Linked DNA regions of Mus musculus: region 1 is linked to region 2. Evidence: chromatin contacts called from public Hi-C data. All regions are on one chromosome and are shown on one strand. Each heading gives the region's core, a stretch centred on a gene start, on an enhancer-like site or on the middle of the called end of the contact. The rest is flanking DNA. Distances are from core to core; before and after follow the strand shown.

What was found. A called contact is a pair of places that touch in the nucleus more often than the background predicts.
Region 1: a contact with region 2 is called in a Hi-C map of cerebellum, with 1.7 times the contacts expected there. The contact joins two enhancer-like sites. A contact is called at or near these places in 2 of 484 Hi-C or Micro-C datasets (cerebellum and nephron progenitors) and 3 of 115 datasets of contacts at active chromatin or transcription factors (cardiomyocytes, intestinal villus epithelium and pancreatic cancer cells).

Annotation. Positions count from the first base shown.
Region 1 is chr8:44,836,608-44,842,193 of GRCm38.p6, reverse strand. No RefSeq gene overlaps it. Among named protein-coding and RNA genes, the nearest start is that of Gm30397, 73 kb to the right of the region's middle. Within about 2 kb of position 2,798, at least 15 of the 459 cell types and tissues checked have an H3K27ac peak or open chromatin away from gene starts, as enhancers often do. A contact at or near this core is called in cerebellum, where this site is marked.
Region 2 is chr8:44,694,391-44,699,203 of GRCm38.p6, reverse strand. No RefSeq gene overlaps it. Among named protein-coding and RNA genes, the nearest start is that of Gm30397, 69 kb to the left of the region's middle. Within about 2 kb of position 3,258, at least 24 of the 459 cell types and tissues checked have an H3K27ac peak or open chromatin away from gene starts, as enhancers often do. A contact at or near this core is called in cerebellum, where this site is marked.

The DNA of each region.
Region 1 (5,586 bases), core at 1,549-4,048, 140 kb before region 2:
GTGTACTCTTCTGGTGTGTCTGAAGACAGTTACAGTGTACTCATATAAATGAAATAGATAAATCTTAAAAAAAAGTTTTGATGTAAACACTATTACAGTTTATATTCTAAAGAACCAACATGTATTGTGAAAGACTGGTGAATGTCACCTGAGATTAATAACAACAGCAACAAACAACTTTTTAAGAAACCATGAATGCAAATAATTCCTAATGACCCCATCAAAGGCTCCTATCATTTATCCAAATTATATGCCATGGATCAGCAAGCGCCTTGACAAGGAAAGTTCTTTATATGTGACATAAATCACCACTTGCTACCTTATTTAAAAACTGGATGATGATAACAGCCCTGTGACTCCATAAATCTGAGTTTCTAATATTATGCAGAAGAACATAAAACCTGTTTATGCATTATAATGCAGCAATGATGTATCTGATCGCAATCATTGGCATAACTAAATTACTAACTTGCCTATAGCGTGCATAATGACAAGTTTGCAAAAGGCTCGGAATTTTAACGTTTGATTTCACCCGCAATCCAAATCCCTGAAGCAATTAAAGAGAAAAACCATATGTATCAAAGCAACAAATCTCTTTAACTGAGTAAGATGTGATTTTCAGCGGGGAGAATTTTTAAATGTCCTTTGAGGCCGGGGCAAAACTAAAACCATGTCAATTTGCATATGGGTATATTTTTTAAAGTCCTGGGTGAACTGATTCGCCTTTGCTTCCTTAAAATTGGGAGTCATTAACATCATTGTCAGCAACAAGACGTCACTGCCAACTGCACCGTGTGATTTTTTTCCCACTTTGTTGGCTACTCCTATGAGAGTGAAAATAAGAAGAGTGAGGTATACATCTCCCAGGAGCTGGCAAACTTTCTGTAAAAGTCCATACAGTGAATATTTTAGGCTTTGTAGGCCATTTGTCCTATGTTGAAGCTATCCAACGCTAGCATTGTAGCAGGTGGCATCCTTAGAAAATATGCAAATGAACCAGCATGGCTATGTTCCAATAAAACTTCACTTATAAGGACAGTGGGTTAGACAACCTGAGAGTCAGCTTGCTGACCTGGGCAATTCAAGGCAAATGCTCTTGCCTATTAAAGAAGGTTTCCTGTTTTGTTTTGTTTTGTTTTGTTTTGTTTTGTTTTGTTTTGTTTTGTTTTGTTTTTTGTTTTGTTTCCTCTTCTCTAAGTAATCGAAGCTGGCAGGCCACACTAACTGAGTTCAAGAGAAGGTAGCTAAATTCTGCACTTCATCTGATGTGTGTAGACATAGTTTTGTTATTGTCTTAAAGCAAGTCTTTTGAGAGGGGCAGCCACCTGTCTGAGTTTATTAGAACTAATGAGGGGTAAGGATGGATTGTCCTCTCTGGAACAAAAGAAAGCTTCCAGAAGGAAGTTTGGGCCCTGAAGGAGGCTTTGTGCTTTTTTTTTCTCCCTTGGTTTTATTAGATCGACCACTTCAAAGTTAAAGGGTTACCAGAGTGGAGAGGGGAACAGAGAGAAGGGAGCGGGAAAGATTTGTCACTTAAAAATTAATCATTAACTGTGACATTAAACAAGGATTTTGTATTCTGTTTGCTTACAACAACAACAACAACAATAGCAAGAACTTTACATTCATTGAAACTTTGCACCCAGCAACAGCTGGTTAAGCTGCCTGTGAACTGAGATCTAAGATGTGTTCACTGTCTCTCACACTTGTTTGCAATTAATTTTTGCTATATCGCAGATCATTCAGTTGCATCAAATAGTGTTTGCAGAGACGACTCCGTGGTCTCAAGATCTTTTTAAAAAATATCACATTATTTAATATAACTTCTAAACTCAAATGACTGTTACAAAAAGACAATATGCCAAACCAGGCATTCTAACATTTTGGTATACTCAGGCAGAAGCTGAATCTAAGTGATTTTTTACTGGATTAAAAAAAAAAATCACAGTGGTGCACATTGCAAATTTAATGGGAAGGCATGCGAAGGGTGCATTTTCTTTCATAATCAGTCGTGATTATCCCAAACTGAGCGATTTATATGCAACTCGTTAGCGTAAAGCTGTTGTTTATGGGTTAGCAAAAATATTTCTTCTAAATTTAGACTTGTTTCCAGAGGACATTTCTAGGAATGTTGTCAAACTGTTCCTCTAATGTTGCAGATATAATTGGCAAACGTTCAGGAAACCATCTAACCCTTCTGTCTCCTGGAAGCCTATGAAAAGTCAAATGTTACAGCCTGCTCTAGGGTCCACAGCCATTTTGCTTTGGCTCGAGGGGAAGCCCGCCTTCCGAGGCAGAAGGCAAGCTCCCGTGCTGTATGCCTTTTTTTCCCCAATGAGGCTTGACTTCCTAAGCTCAGCATTTGAAAACTTAAAGATTGACGACGCAGATAAATGATCACTTTTCATCCAGGAGGGGGAAAAAAAGGAATTAGAAAACAAGCCAATGACTGCTGTTTATGAAATGTGCTAATGATCCTTCTGAGGAGTGACAGATGAAGGAGCGACTGTTGGCACTGCCAGGACCCTGTGGCAGCAACAGTGAAGTATAGTGGTTTGGCATCTAGATCCTAAACTACAGTGTTTTTTGGAATGTAAGGGGAAAAAGAAATCCAAATGACTGAGTGACGAACAAGTGAGCATTTTTAACATCCTCACAAGCATGAGTGTTCAAACTGAAGCATGGGACTGGATTTGGCTTTCCAAGAAGTTTTTATTTAGCGAGGAAGTTACAACTGTGTACACGTCCTTTTTCTGCTTTCGAGTGTCTGAGCTCATTGCAGCTCTACTTGATCTGGGAAAATGTCTGCCTCCCTCTGCTCGCTTGTACGGTCTTAGATGTGATGATCCCTAATTCCACAAGCTCACAAATGATCTGCTTCAGCTTTGGAACAAGAAAGAGACAGGGCAGTGGGGTTTTAACGCTAAGAAATTCCTGACAAGGACCCTGCTAATAAAATACAGACTTCACAATACATACGTAAGCCATTCTGTTCACTCTTACAAAGAAAAATGGCTCATAAATATATTATGTATTCTTTAGTGGAAGCGTTGTGTTAATATTTTGAATTAAAGCTACAGATAGCTCTTTGAAGTTCCTCAGAAGCTTTCTGGAAAAAATATATACATGGCGATAATTCCTCGGGGTGGGGGTGGGGGGGAGTTGTCATCCTGATGCTTTTGACTAAATATCTGTTGTTTCTACGGCTGCTGTTTTGAGACAGGGTCTTGTTATATCACCCAGCCTGGCCTTGATTTCCAGGTATGCTTATTCCTTCTTCCCAAGTCTGGGGTTTATAGGTGTGTGCTTGCTTGCCCATGTGCAAGCATCTCTTTCGTCGTGTGTGTGTGTGTGTGTGTGTGTGTGTGTGTGTGTGTGTGTGTGTGTGTGTGTGTGTTTACGCGCGCATGCTCTCTGGGCATACAATGCAATCACTGTTACAGTGGTCAAGCACTTCCTTCATAACCATGCTGTCATACAAGGGTGAGTAGGCGAAGTTTTGACCCTGAAAATCCTTATAAGTCCCACAGAAGGGATTTCTGATGTAATATCAACAAGTTTTTACAGATCCGGCGCAAGCCAACTACAACTGGGGCAGCAGACTCCTTTCATGATGTTACGAATGACTGGGTTTCTGTTGGAGGCTATTAGCTGAGGATTAGAGCTGAGGAGCTGCCAGACAAGATGGCAGAGAGAACACTATGGAGAAAATGTCCCCCGTGTCTTGCTGCTGGGGGTCTAGATATTACTGTCCAGGTGAGGCTGTGTATTCAGGTCTCCCTTACAAGTTTTGAGTGTTTTAAAAAAGCATCCACACAAAGGAATGCTTTGCTACTTGAATTAATTGTTGGGAAAAGGCCAATTATGAGAGATTTAAAAATAAATAAATAAATAAAGCACAAAGGCAAGACCATGATCTTCAGGATGACAAGCTCTGGCAGAATGATCTCTCATGCCGTTCACAGAATGCTAAACTTGCCCCAGAATATTCTCAGGTTGTCAGTACGCAGGCTGTGTTGTGATATGCTTTCTATAATCAGCTTGGGGAATTTTGTGCATAAGTGGATGGATTACTTTTTTTAGTTTTATAAAAAAATAATAACAACAACTCTGTGTTGAATGGTATGGGAAAAGGTACCTATTTGAGTGCAAGCAGAGGGACAATGGGAAAAGGTACCTATTTGAGTGCATGCAGAGGGACAATGGGAAAAGGTACCTATTTGAGTGCATGCAGAGGGACAATGGGAAAAGGCACCTATTTGAGTGCATGCAGAGGGACAAATGTTCAGTTTTCACTGTGGTATCCCTCCCCTAGATCATCAGGAAACAGCTGTGTCACCTCTGAGAATTTGAAGGTAAAACCCTTGTTTTAGTTAGGGTCTTACTGCTGTGAGCAGACACCATGACCAAGACAACTCTTATAAGGACAACATTTAATTGGGGTTGGCTTACAGGTTCAGAGGTTCAGTCTATTAGCACCAAAGTGGGGACATGGCAGCATCCAGGCAGGCATGGTGCAGGAGGAGCTGAGAGTTCTACATCTTCAACTGAAGGCTGCTAGCAGAATACTGACTTCCAGGCAGCTAGGATGAGGGTCTTAAAGCCCACACCCATAGTAAAACTCCAACAACAGGGCCACACCTTCTAATAGTGCCACTCCCTGGCCTGAGCACATACAAACCATCATAACCCTATGGCTGTGGACAACACACCTTATACACAGTACTTGGAGGAGCTGAACTGGAACTGACATCCAGAGAATCAGCTCTCATAGCCATGTTATGTACCACACAAGCTACCGAGGGAGAAAAGCTATTAGGAGTCCTAGGAATCTGTAAGTCTGTGAACCGTAATAACAACTGGGCTGGCATATATACAGAGTGCAATAGTGGTACTTTTTTTTTATCTTGGGGGAAACCAACAGCTGACTGATGAACTTGAAGCTCTCTCAAAAGGAGGGAGTTTGTGCCTGGTACTGTAAACCTACCAAACTACCAAGGCTACAGAGATCATGGACTCTAGAGGATAACCCAGTGCTGCCACTTTATTACAGAAAAATAATTTCTAACTGCATTCTAAACGTTTATCTTTATACCTGTAGATAAATATAGCTCTTGACAGCCCTCATCAAAAGAGTTTCTTTTGTTCCAACACACAGAGACCGTTACAAAAAGTCACAACTGGTTAAAATGCAGGGAGCAACTGGGAGTGGGGTGCCCATGCCCAAATGGTACAGTGGAAACCCTAAACCTAAGGTGCAAGGCACATCACAGAAGTGCCGGCAGAAAGATTATAAGAACCAACATATGAGGTTGCCTTCTGCTAGATAGTGCATTCTAGACACTGACAGGAAAATCTCAACATTACAGTTGCCTTAAAAAAAATCTCCACACGATGACAATGCCGGTTGACTTGTCAGTATGGATGTGTAGCCTCAGAAGCATCTGGTCCTAGATGAGATAGTGAGAATTCCTTCCTTTAAGGCTGAGCTCCCCCCAATAGCTTACCCAAGCCCAAGTGATCAGTCCTAAACACAGGAGTATACAGGCAAAACTAAATGGTGTTTATATATAACATATATACAGA
Region 2 (4,813 bases), core at 2,009-4,508:
CAGAAGGGCACGAGGAAGCCATAGAATGATCAAAGAGTAAACCAGCATGACCCAAGGAGACAGGGCAGGGTCTCTGATAAAGGGAGACACAGAGATCTAGATGATAACGTACCCAAATGGGAGGACATTTGCTGCTGATAGAGCCCTGTTGAAGGTGGTGTTCCAAACCCCAAACCCCAAACCCCAAACCCCAAACCCCAAACCCCAAACCCCAAACCCCAAACCCCAAACCCCAAAGCAATTCTGAACTCCAAGGCTCCACTTGAAAGGAGTATCTCTAAGATTCCTCTCTTCACTCCACCTTCTAGAAGTCTCTAAATCCCTTTCTCCTATCATACAAGGAAGGGCCTTCTCTGAGACTCTCTACCCAGAAGGAATGCAAATTATCATCAAAGTACATTAACCAGGAAAGGTTAACTACTGGGGAGAAGAGGCTAGTAGATGCTGGAGCCTCTGATAGCTCTCCTGGATACGCACTTGCCGTTTGTTCTTCTGAAGGCTCCTCTGAGAGGTTGCCCTGACGACGGTCCACACATCCTTGTTCATAGTCATCTCCTCCTATAGCCTGCCATCACTATCCTCCAGAGACTCTCCAGGCCACCCGGACCCAAGCCTCTATTTTTTTTTCTCCGTAGCATGGGAAGTTATTTAAGCTTCAACTGTGTGCCGTATGGCCCTTCTGGGATTCTCTTCCCTTGTGTGTAATTCTTCCCTTGTGCATGGTGATATGTCCCTATGTCTCTTTCTGTCTGTTAGTCAGCACAGAGTTAGTCCGTTCCCGGAAATCTTCACAGGGCAATGGACCTGCACTAGAACGGCCCACCTTCCAAGGAGAGCATCTTGTGCGCACCAATGCACAGTGAGGGTTTGACTCTGAAGATCAGGAGAGTGATCTCTTTTCACTACTGCTCTTTTTAGTCTTTGTTTCTTCTCTCCAGTTACTTCAAACTAAGCCCATTATACTTCAGCCACGATCCCAAAGAAGGAACCGATCAAATGAAGAAGGCCCAGGATGAGTCTGAACAGGAACATGAATTCCTGAAATAAAGAAAAAGCACTGGGAAGAGAATCTTGACCAACAAGATACATAGAGAACCAGCCAGATGAATGGGCCCAAGGAATGAATGGAGTAACTAAGGATACAAACAGAAGGATGGAGATGTTAGCTTAGATGAATACCAAATTGGTGGTGGTGATAAGACCAATAGTAAGAAGTTGGTTTTAAAGGTGAAGACACAAAGAACTTGGAGTCTGAGACACCGAGGAATATGCAAGTTATCGCTTCTCGGCCTTTTGGCTAAGATGAAGTGTGAAATATGCAAGTTGTGGTTGTTGGGCTTTAGGCTCTGTCTTAGTTAGGGTTTTACTGCTGTGAACAGACACCATGACCAAGGCAAAGACACCATGACCACTCTTATAAAGAACAGCGTTTAATTGGGGCTGGCTGAGGTACAGTCCATTTTCCTCAAGGCGGGAGCATGGCAGTATCCAGGCAGGCATGGCACAGGAGGAGCTGAAAGATCTACATCTTCATCTGAAGGCTGCTAGTGGAAGACTAGCTTCCAGGCAGCTAAGGTGAGGGTCTTGTAACCCACACCCACAGTGACACACCTACTCCAACATGGCCACACCTAATCTCGCCACTCCCTGGGCTGAGCATATACAAACTATCACAGGCATCATGGGAAGTTCAGGGTTTTCCCAGAAGGATGGTGGTTAAAACAGCGGGGTATGGAAGATTGCGTCCTGGGAGTAAGTGTCACAAAGGAAGTAGCACAAAGATTCAAAATAGAACTAGGAAGTGCAACAATAAGTAAGATAGAAGCAGAAAATTAAACAGGAATAGAGGAAATGAATGGTTAAGAGGTAGAGGAAACACCAGCAGAACACTGGTCAGAGCATATAAAATAGCATGCGTACATACGTTATCTATCTATCTATCTATCTATCTAATATAGAGCATTTATATTTATAAATACATAATAGTATATTAGAAAAGGGTCAAATAATGCCATATAGTCAATGAGTGTAAGCTTTGGATTTACATGTTTCAGGGGCAACAGTAGAAGCCAGTCCATGCTGAGACGTAAGGACCAGATTGACAGGCTGGGCAAAGACCGCATTTGAGAGGCAGTGGGCAAAGGCCACCTGTGCGATGAGACCAGGCCCTCTGGTGTGGCATTGACAAAAGGCTGTTAAGGGCGTTTGAAGCAGTACACAGCTTTTCAGGCCTGGAGATTTCTTTAAAACAAAACATAATAAAAACAAAACCTGTACACCTTCTTTACTGTGAATTTTAATGACCTAAGTACATTTAAGAACTGCATTTTTTCAGCCTTATGAAACCTCCCACTTGGCTAATGAGAGAATACAATTACTGTCTAACCAAAGTAATTGAATGGCTAAGTAAGGTCATTTATAGAATGCACAGAGTCATGAATGCAAATAAGTAATTGCATGTAATGTTTCTCTGCCTTCCCAGCTGAAGTCACTGGTGCCAACACCTGCAGACCAAACTAGTAGATAGGCCACACCTAGTGAGGCGCTGGTGGAGTCATTGACGCTGGGCTAAGGGTTCAATGGTGTATGTTATGTGTGAGCCTTGGGTCTGACATGCCCCCTGACGAAAATCCTCCTTTTTTTTTTTTTGGTGACAGTTCTCTTCCTTGGAGTTTGTCCTTAGTATATTTTGTTATTGCCCTCTTCCTTCCTCCTTCCCTCCCTCCCTTCCTCCCTCCCTCCCTCTGTAGACATTAAGATTCTTGCTGTCCGTGTAGATATGGTACCTCTCACGTGATCTGATAAAAGTTCCATTGACCCTCATGCTGCCTAAGCCAGACCTGAATGAACCCCAAGCTGCCCCTCGCCCTGGTGCCTGAGTTTCAGACCTCAGCAGGGCCAGATTTCCACAGTCTCCCCGCAGCAGCTGCCTCGTCTCTCCACTTGGCTGTGTTCCAAGAGCACAGCCTGCTGGCCCTCATTCATCAAAGTTCATGATGCATAATCACCAATAAAGAGCTACTTTCACTGAAAAACACATTCAGTTTGATTCTGGGCTTTTTTTTGTTGTTGTTGTTCAGAGACAAAATTGAAGTTAAATGGAAGGAGTGATGTTTCCCGTTCAACCTCAAGCCACTGAAGAAGCTTTCTTTGGGGGGAAAAATGTATTTTGCTATTGATGGGAGCCAGCAAGGGAAGGGATCCGAGCAGTTTCCAGCCGAGATAAGGGAAGACCAGGATGCATGATCTGGCTGTGAAGGCCTTGCTTAGGGATTAACAGTCCAGACAGTGCTTCGGTTCCTCACTATGGGGAACGAAACCTCAGCTATTACTGTTGCTTATTTACAGTTTGTCAACAAATACCTGCCTGTTGTTTCCTAAACATGTCTGGATGTTTTCCAAAATGAAGTTGGTATTCTTTCTATCATAGCAAACCACAATATTTCCTGCATGAAGAAAATTATATATGTATTTTTGTTTTAGCAAGTTACTCTTATATTGGAGAGTAGAAGTATTGTGGAGGATACTAAGGGTATCAAGACCTAAAATGCAGTTCTGCTGATATACTGATTTTATACCAAACATCATCTTACCTTCTAGTCTACCCTTCACCCTTAAAAGTATCTAAATTGGATTGCCACTTATCTTGTCCTTGGGAACAGTTTTCATTTTAATACTTAAGTAATATACATTGAATATTGGGCATCATCACTTCCAGTTTAGAAATGTTCTTAACATGTTCAATAAATGAATGGATATTTATAAATGTCTCTTTGCATTAAGTCAGCCTTTACACAAGTGCTGTTACACCTGTGTTGGAAGATGCTGAGAATCTTCCTTCACTTTGATGAAATAGGTGATTTCTCGCCAGAGAAGATCAATAGAATAGAGCTGAACATTTTGTCGATATATTGAGACTCTTTTATTCACAGTCTACAAACAGACAGAGTCACTCTTCAGCAGCCAGGCGTTTAACCACTAAATATAGCTCACAGAATGTGAAGTCACCAAAAAGACATCACAAGCATGGGAAAACTGAGAGCCCCGTGATTTGCTTTCTGCGATAAGACTATTTCAAAGTACTTCGGGGACTGGAATGAGACATCAGACTCCCGGGCGGTCTCTAGAGGCCCTTATTTTGGGAACACTTACAGAAGATAAAAACATGTTTGTACACTAAAGACTCAGAAAAGGGAATACGTGCTCTGCTGGCTGCATCTGTGGTAGCAAAGGAAGCAGGCACTCACTGTGTGTATAAATCAGACCGGGCACTTCATTAGCCTTCCAAATGTCTGACTGAGAGAACCCAGTGAGATCAAGGTGAGGAGAGGCCGGGGAGAAGAAAATGAGCAGCTGCAGGAATTAGTGTTAATCAAGTTGAGGACCGGAGCATTTGGAAGAGCTTGGCATCCACGCGCGCCTTTTCCTGTCTCCTATTTAATCCCTGGAATTTCTCACGTCTTGTGTATTTTAGAATGGGAAGTGCCCAGCTTAGAAATTATTTTAAGTTCCTTTGTGCACAAAGGACGCCTGACTACATTTCTGAAGTCTTTCTTCTCTATACTAACTGATAAGAGCCCACTGTGTCTATTGATGGGAATGGTGGTAAACTCCAGATGGGGCTTGGATTCACCTCTCTGCCTGTCCATCTCTGACTCGAGTTAGCAGTGGAGCCAGTGAGAGATGATGGGATGGGGCTGGTGGCAGCTCCTGCAGCCTCAACTGTCTGCAGAAGAGAAGGATCTGTAGGTTGATGCCCTCTTCCCTTTTGCAACCGTCCCAGGCAGACTGGGTAGGTGGTAGAAGCAAGGCT